Regions from separate parts of the Sus scrofa genome. Here all the other regions are linked to region 2. A link is a contact called in public HiChIP or PLAC-seq data. All regions are on one chromosome and are shown on one strand. The core of a region is the stretch at or near the end of the contact, and the rest is flanking DNA. Distances in the headings are between cores, read along the strand shown. Region 1 holds the start of SOWAHA (ankyrin repeat domain-containing protein SOWAHA). Region 2 holds the start of RAD50 (DNA repair protein RAD50). Region 3 holds the start of LOC100524308 (cytochrome b-c1 complex subunit 8).

Evidence for each region. HiChIP or PLAC-seq counts read pairs in DNA pulled down with a chosen protein or histone mark.
Region 1: a contact with region 2 is called in an H3K27ac HiChIP or PLAC-seq map of skeletal muscle, with 7 times the contacts expected there. The contact joins the promoter of SOWAHA here to the promoter of RAD50 in region 2. A contact is called at or near these places in 2 of 5 promoter capture datasets (fetal liver and liver), 2 of 47 Hi-C or Micro-C datasets (fibroblasts and liver) and 2 of 2 datasets of contacts at active chromatin or transcription factors (alveolar macrophages and skeletal muscle).
Region 3: a contact with region 2 is called in an H3K27ac HiChIP or PLAC-seq map of alveolar macrophages. The contact joins the promoter of LOC100524308 here to the promoter of RAD50 in region 2. A contact is called at or near these places in 1 of 5 promoter capture datasets (liver) and 1 of 2 datasets of contacts at active chromatin or transcription factors (alveolar macrophages).

Annotation. Positions count from the first base shown.
Region 1 is chr2:135,138,028-135,140,727 of Sscrofa11.1, reverse strand. It overlaps SOWAHA (ankyrin repeat domain-containing protein SOWAHA), which reads right to left and starts at 1,450. Exons shown (of 1, transcript XM_003123927.4): 1 at 1-1,450. The coding sequence starts at 1,040.
Region 2 is chr2:134,843,149-134,845,848 of Sscrofa11.1, reverse strand. It overlaps RAD50 (DNA repair protein RAD50), which reads right to left and starts at 1,389. Exons shown (of 25, transcript XM_003354274.4): 1 at 881-1,389. The coding sequence starts at 1,009. All of the region lies in intron 13 of SLC22A5 (solute carrier family 22 member 5), which reads right to left. It also overlaps a transcript of IL5 not described here.
Region 3 is chr2:135,185,088-135,187,795 of Sscrofa11.1, reverse strand. LOC100524308 (cytochrome b-c1 complex subunit 8) reads right to left here and starts at 1,430. Exons shown (of 3, transcript XM_003354278.4): 1 at 1,291-1,430; 2 at 982-1,149; 3 at 1-29. The coding sequence starts at 1,135.

The sequences.
Region 1 (2,700 bases), core at 201-2,700, 290 kb before region 2:
CAGCGGCCCCCGGCCGCCCGCACTAGCCACTCGTGTTCGGCCGGCTCCAGGGGCACGGCGGACGGCGGCGGTGCAGCGGGCACCTCTTCGGTGTCGGGGCTAAGCAGGCGCTGGCCGGCGCGTGACAGGCGTCTCAGGTGCGGGGAGCGGCCCGGACCCAGGCTGAGGCCTAGGCCAGGCTCCTCTACCGAGAGCCGCCGCAGCAACAGCGGGGAGCTCCGAGGGCTGGGCTCCTCCGACAGCTGCCGACGCAGGCCTTGATCTTCCGTCCGGATCCGGAAGGGACCCGGGACGCAGCGCACCGGCAGCATGCAGGGCTTCTGCAGCGGCGCGCGCGGAGGCGGCGGTGGCGGTGACGGGGGCGGTGGCGGCCCTTTTGATTGTCTAGGCCCAGGTTCCAGGTCTGGCGGCTCTGCGTGGGTCAAGGTTGCCTCCGAAGGTGCCCTAGACGGTGGAGCCACGTCTGCAGAGAGCCCCTCGGAGGGTTGGGATAGCTCAAAAGTTGGAATCTGCGGGTCCGAGGGCCCCCCTGACTGCAGGGCCGGGCTTAACAGCAGCTCCCTGGTTGGCAGAGTGGGCTCGGAGGCCGGAGCCCCGAGGGTGTCCTGCGACTCTGATGGTGGAGCCGGGTCTCTAGGTGGTTCCACCGCCTTCTGCTCGGAGGCCAAGGATGGAGTGCCCGAGGCAGCGGCTTCCACCTGTGAGACGGAAGTGATCTTCGACGGCGGGGCTAGTGTCCCCGGGGTGCTGTTCCAGCAGGTGGTCAGGGGCTCTGGTCCCTCCCGGGGCCGCAGCTTCTTCCTCAGCACCACGAATTTGACGCCGTCGAACTCTTTCACCACGGCCACGTCGTTGACAAACTGTTTGAAACGATCCCTGCGGGCTGCACGGCCGCGCGGGTCGCCTGCATCCAGCAACGGCTTGAAGCGGCTCAGAAGCTCGGAGTTGCGCACCTTTCCGCCGTGCTCCTGTAGGAAGCCCAGCACCGCCGCCTGGCTCACCCCGGCGGCCGCAGCGGCCGCGGCCGCGGCCAGCGCCATGGTCAGGGTCCGTACCCTCTCGGCAGGGAAGCCGGGGCCGCCCCCCTCCCACCGACCCGCGGCTCCCGGTTGCGCGGCAGGTGTACGTCGCGGCGCCGGCCGGGAAGTGCAGGAGCCCGGGTTCCGGGAGTCAAGTCCGCCTCGGCCAGGCTCACCTGATCGTTGTCACCGAGGCGTGACGGGCGTGTCCCCGAGGCTGGACCTTGGTCACGCCCGCGCCGCGGAGTCCGGGAGTCTCGCGGAAAAAGGAGCTGGGGGCCGCGGTGCGCGCCCCCCGCCGCCGCCCCGGGGGGCCCCCAGTCTTCGGGGTAGGTTTCTGCCTTTATATTCTGTCCAATGGGCGCCGGGCTCCATCCCCTTGCGTGCGGTGCTCGCCTTACAGGTGACAGCTGCCACCAGGGCCGCGGTGGGAGTAGGGGAGCGGAAATTCTCCACCGCCCCTCCCAATTGGAGAATTAAAGGCGCAGTGCCAGGCTTCAGCTCGGCTCCCGGTTGCTAGGTGGGTGTGTTCGCCAGGGATGCCGCGGTCTACAGGCGAGGCAAGGATTTTTACTCCTTTCTGAAATATTTAACCACCACAAAATACTGGGCGATTGCTTAAAAGCAATACTTTATTTGAAAATCGTCACTACCTCTTGAATTGTTGACTGCGTTTCACACAGGAAAAACGGCTTCATGCAACTTGCGGTGAAGACCGTTTGCTGCGGATGGCAACGTATGCCATCCGAGGTTTAGAAGAGACGTTTTAAACAGCAATTTTCTTATGATAAAATAATACATGTTCGCATCGAATTTTGGGAGGAAACCCACAGGAAAGCCTAAGGAAAATAGCATTTGAAATCATTAATAACATTTGCACTCTTTTTCTCCTCCCTCCCCCATACGCATGTGTATACATGTGTATGCTTTACTGTAAGAAAGCAAAATTGGAATCGTGTTTTTTTAAAAAATTCACTTCACCAATATTTGTTGCGCACTTCGTTTGTGCCAGTGCCCTTTCAGTCTGTGATACATCAGTAAGCAAGACAGCTGACCTCGTGCAGCTTGCGTGGTAATGGAGGAGGGGGAGGGACAAAGAGACGTGATGGGTGAATCTGAAAATTGTATAATATGTTGGAGAAATGCTATGGAAAAAATAAAGCAGAGTAAGACGGAGGGGCAGGTTGCAAGTTTGAATCCTGTGTTAGGGGCAGGACTCCTTGTAAAGGCCACAGCTAAGCAAGGGCTTGAAGAGATGGGGGGGGGGCGGTGGTTAGGTAGCTAGGTAGGAAAAGAAGCTTTTTCAGCAAAGGGAGCAGCCAGGGCAAAGGTGAGATCAGTTTTTTAATTTGCAAACACAATCCTTCAAAGATATCACCAGAGGCACCATACCTTAGTAGTTAAAAAGAGCAAAACTCTAGAGTCAAAATTCCACACTTGAATCCTGGCTCTACATTGGGCTACTTGCTTGACCTCTCTGTGCCTCAATTTTCTTATCTGTGAAGGGGTAAGGAGATGGTACTAATTATACTCAGGTCACCAGGCTGTGAGGAGTGAGAGAATGGACGTAAAGCACTTACAACAATGCTTGGCTCACAGTAAACATTCAAATTATTAGTAGCAGTATAGTCGCTTCTATTATTCTTACCGAAGGGGAAAAAAAAAGAGAACATAGGAAAGT
Region 2 (2,700 bases), core at 140-2,639:
CTCTCTTTAGGTGGCGCACTCAATACAAAGCTAGGTACATAATAACCATTCAATTATTTTTACATAAACAAATAAAAGTAGACAAGAGTCTGGCACTCAGCTCTCAACGTTAAACCTTATCTCTTTTTCTACACTTTTCAGTTCATTTACTCTTCTCCCTATTACCATGGATCACCTGGCTTTTTCTCAAACCACCCTTTCAAATCAGAGCCTCTTGGCTACTCTCTTCCTGTAACTGCATTCCATCCTGGGCTCAACTCAAATTTCTAAATATTTCCAGGGCTTTAAAACGTCAGTGTAAGCTGTATTCCAATTTTTAATTTTGATTAGGGAAGAGCATCCTAAAAACAAAATAGTTTCCAATTTAACCAAGCCCCAATGCAAGTTTCATTTTTAAATTATGTCATTTATTTATCATGTATTATGCTCAGTCGGATAGAGATTCTTCTAAAAGTCACATATTTACACTTTATAATTTTAAATAAACCCTGTACTGGGATAACTACCAGAAGTGAATGCTATGCTAGGGAGCGTTCAAAAAATATCAATGAGGACAAAAAGGCTTCTTGTGGGACTGTGAGCTCGCTGAGGTAGCTCCTGGCCCCTTGGGATTGTCAAAGAAACCTTGTCCATCGGACTGGCCTGGACACAGGAGCGTGTTTGGTGGGTACATGAAGTCGCTGTGGCCCGAAGGGACACCAAGCCACGCCCCGCGGCCGGGAGTCACCCGGAAGCCCAGGTACACCTCGGGGCCCCAGGAGCTGAGCCAGACAAGACTCCTCTCTTCCTAATCAAGAGTTCCGAACTCTGCAGGTATTTTACTCCTCAGATTTGTAAAATGTGGCGACCTGTAAACTGAAGGCGGATACTCAAGACTTACCGTCTTCCCCGCCCCATTGGGTCCGACCAAAATTGTGAGGGGACTGAAGAAAGTAATAATTTGCTTATCTTTATCCTCTATTCCAAAACTCCGTACGCCCAGAATGCTCATCTTTTCGATCCGGGACATGTTTGCAAATTATTTCTTTTCTCAACACCAAGGGTGTAGAGCCGGGGGCCCACCAAGCTTTAGCAGTGAGGCCGGAGGAGGGCGAGCGTGGGCCTTAAGGACTCCGTACCGGGGTTCGGAGTACCAGGGTTGGGAGTACCAGGGTTGGGAGGCTCCAGGTGCGAGCGAAGGCTCCGGCTGGAACCGTTCCTCCCACACGGGCTTCCTTCCTGGCAGGAGGGCGAAAGCGGGGGTGGGGGCCAGTCCGGGGCTGCCAGCGGGAGCCGCAGAACCCACGCCTAGGGACCCCCGCAACCGTGGGCACTCACAGACTACCACCTCCGCTGCGCCACGGGTCACGTAAGCGTTTCTGCGGCCGGCGCGCTTTTACGCCGCCCCGGGGCACGCCGGGAAGTCAGAGGCTCGCGGTGCGCGCGCAGCTCTGGCTTCCGGAAGCCGTCCCTCCTTACGGGAGTGTGAACCCGGTCCCCCTTGGCGTGGATTCTGCTCTGTTAAGGGCAAGGCGGCACCGGGAGGAGTTAACGCTAACGGACTACAAAGACTTGTGATGGGCAGCGATTCTCAAAGCGTGATCTCGGGTCTCCTACAGCGGAATGGGGTCCGGTGTCCATTCGTGTGAAAACTTTTTCTAACAATAGTAACACGTTGTTTGCTTTTGCGCTTCATTCGCTCCCTAACGTACAGTGTTTTCTAGTCATCACATGACGTATGGAGACACAATTGCAATGATGGCTAACGTGTTTGTATAGTGTTGTGCATTTAAAAAAAAAAATCTCAATTTTAGTTCTGAGTAAATATTAATAGTTATAACTCACATAAAAGCTCGAGTGTAGAAAGGTGTTTAATACCAAGTTTGTAAACTGCTATTGTAGACCAAAAGCCAAAAAGCTGTTTTAAAACTATAACATGTTATGCAAATATGTGAAGGAAATCCATTCTTGAAAGTACCACCACATGCCAGGAATAGATCCCTTTATAATAAGAGGTTCAGGGAATTCCCATTGTAAGGCAGGGGGAACGAATCCGACTATGGATTGCATGAGGATGCAGGTTTGATCCCTGGCCTTCCTCTCAGTGGGTTGAGGATCTGGTGTTGGCTGTGAGCTATGGTGGAGGTTGCAGATGTGGCTTGGATCTGTCGTTGCTGTGAACAGCTCCAACTGGACCCCTCGCCTGGGAACTTCCATATGCCACAGGTATGGTCCTAAAAAAATAAAACCAAGTAAGAGGTTCAGGAATTCCTGTAGTGGCTCAGCATGTTAAGGACCCTAAGAACTGGACATTGTCTCCCTAAGAATGGATCCTTGGCCTCACCCTGTGGGTTGAGGATCTGGCCTTGCCCCACCTGCAGCTTCGATCCAGTGTTGCCATGGCTGTGGCCATGGTTTAGGCCTGCATCTGCAGCTCCTAATTGACATTAGCCTGGGAACTTACATATGCTGCAGATGCCACTGTTAAAAAAAAGAGAGAGTGGAGTTCCTGCTGTGGCCTAAGGGGATCAGCAGCATCTTGGGAGCACTTGGACACAGGTTCCATCCCCAGCTCCGCACAGTGGGTTAGGATCCTGCATTGCCCCAGCTGTGGCTTAAGTCAAAACTGCAGCGTGGATCTGATCCTTGGTCTGGGAACACCATATGCCTTGGGGCTGTCAAAAAAAAAAGAGCACAATTCAGCTATGCAAGATGAATAAT
Region 3 (2,708 bases), core at 181-2,680, 340 kb before region 2:
TGTGTAGACAAGATAAAACACTACAAATGCTATAAAAAGAATAAGAGTAAGCAGAAAACACACATAAGACACATGGGTCCCAGTCCTCTTATAACTCACAGTATATTCTGATTTCCTGCCTGTAATTTCTTTTTTTTTTTTGTCCTTTTGTTGTCTTTTTGTTGTTGTTTGTTATTGTTGCTATTTCTTGGGCCGCTCCCGCGGCATATGGAGGTTCCCAGGCTAGGGGTTGAATCGGAGCTGTAGCCGCCGGCCTACACCAGAGCCACAGCAACGCGGGATCCGAGCCGCGTCTGCAACCTGCACCACAGCTCACGGCAACGCCGGGTCGTTAACCCACTGAGCAAGGGCAGGGACCGAACCCGCAACCTCATGGTTCCTAGTCGGATTCGTTAACCACTGCGCCACGACGGGAACTTCTCCTGCCTGTAATTTCTAAGAAAACACTCTTAAAACAGATGATCAAGAAAGGTTACATTACACACCCATTTTGCAGGTATGTAAAAAGGGTTTACCCAGGAAAATGTGTGCCTATCCCTCCCCTGTTGCACTTTTTAAAATACTGAGATAACTGAGATAAAATTCACGTAACATGAACTTTATCATTTAACCATTTTGAAATATATTTCTATAGGTAGCAAAGTCACAAAGATGTGCAATTATCCTATTAGCTGCACCCTTAATACAAAACAGTTCAGCGCTAAGGGAAAAGTGGGTAAAGGTGACCTCAGAGGAAGACGTTGGCGTCCCAAGTGACCTTGGACCAGTCATATAAGTTCTATGTGACTCACCCCTGTCATCTGGAAGATGGGGACGATGATATGACCAGTTCAAGGGCCTTCAGGAATATTCAACGAGAAAACGTGTGTACAGAGAGCTGCAGAGTGCCTACTCGTAGCAGAGCACTGAGGGGACCCGCAGTTCCCACTGTGACTAGGAGTCCAGCTCCCCCCCCACCGCCCGCCCAGCCAGGACACTCACGCGGCGCAACACGAAGGATGCACGCCCGAGTGCGGCGCAGCACATTGGGGATGCCCTTAGTGAAGTAGTGCGGGAAGGCGCGCTGCTCGAAGGGCGACAAGCTGTAGGTGATCACATGGCGCATCCGCGTCAGATGCCCAAACTCGCGACCCATGATCGCACCTGCGCCTGCAAGACGGAAAGACAACAAGCGCTGGGTTCAGGCTCCGGATGCGCCGTCCCCAACCCGAGGTCCTCCCCAAAGCTCCTGATCCCTCCCGGGGCCACCGAGACCGAGCAACCGGACCCTACTCTCCAAACCGAGGTCACCTCGCCCTCCACAGGACGGGATTCACCGGCTTCCGCCTGCCACTTCCGGTAGGATCGGGCGCTGCGCAAGGAGGCGGTGAGGTCACTTCCGGGAGGACCCATTCCCGGCGTTCTCCAGGGGAAGGCGCCATTGCTTCCAGTGTGGGAGTTAAGTACCCCCTTCAGGTGACGTGTGATGGACGGCGCCTGCCCGGGGTCCGGGCAGAGCACGGCTGAGCGGGCGCTGGAGCTCCGGCGTGGCTCAAGGTTTTCCTCGGGCCTCACCTCTCCCGGAAGACGCAAGAAGCGGCCGGAAACGAGCGGACTAAGAGTCGGAGAGCAAGGGGCCCGCCGACCTCAAGCGCCGCGCTGGCAGCGCGCTTAGGGCCCGGCGTCATCGCGCGGTGGAGAGCGCCCCTGAGGTCGAAGGAAGTCCAGCCGCCTTGCACCTGACGCGAGGTTTTACACGGTCTTGTTCTGTAGCAGGATCGGGGCTCGTTTATGTTCAGACCCTTCGAGACTCCAGGACACGAATCAGGGACACGAATCTGGGGCTTCTCTTGGCAATCTGGATTATATTTCACTGGTAGGGTGTAGGTTTTCCCGAGAGAGAATAAAAACGTTTCCTTAAACTCAGCCACGGGAGACCTCAAATAATTGTCCAGCAACTGATGAACTGCTGTTAGTGGTGGCAAGAGGCGACCTCCATAGCCCCCGCTCCCCCACCCCGACAGAGTTCAGCCTAGAGCGGGATGTCACGTGACCCACAATTCATTCCATTTCCAAGGAAGGGAGGCAGGAATGTTGCAGGTGATGCCGTTTTTTGTTTTTGTTTTTGTTTGGAAAATGCTTTCTACTTAAGGCGGCTACTGCCGCCCTGTACAGCTGACTGACTTTTTCATTTGATGCAGCGTATCTGTGAATGTTCCGTACACGGAATTGCTGGTCATATGTCATTTAAGACCAAGCTCGTTTTCAGCAGTTTGGTTGTGTTTTATAACCCTTCCTAACCAAGGGCCAGGGAGGCTGAACAGGCGATAAACCTAAAATTTACAGATATACCTCGGTTTTATCAGCCTAGGTACTGAATAGACGGCTTCTTTATCTTGTACCTTGAGTGTACTCAGCTATTTAAGGTGCAGCCTTGTCTTCTTTCTCTAAAACATTATCTCTAACCTAATCTCAGACCAGAGGCAAGAACATACTTGAAACAGATGAAAACACAAATACCCTAGAAAATTCTCCCACCTTCTGGACGATCGATGAAAAATAAAACTTTGATTTTCCAGCACCTGAAAATATCTAAACCTTTCAACTAAAAGTATGTATAGATAAATGTGGAAAGTAAAGACATCAAGATACTACATTTTAAAATGTCAGGATCAAAGGTGACGTCCTACTTTTTAAAGCATGTTGCAGTCTTCCAATTATACATCCTT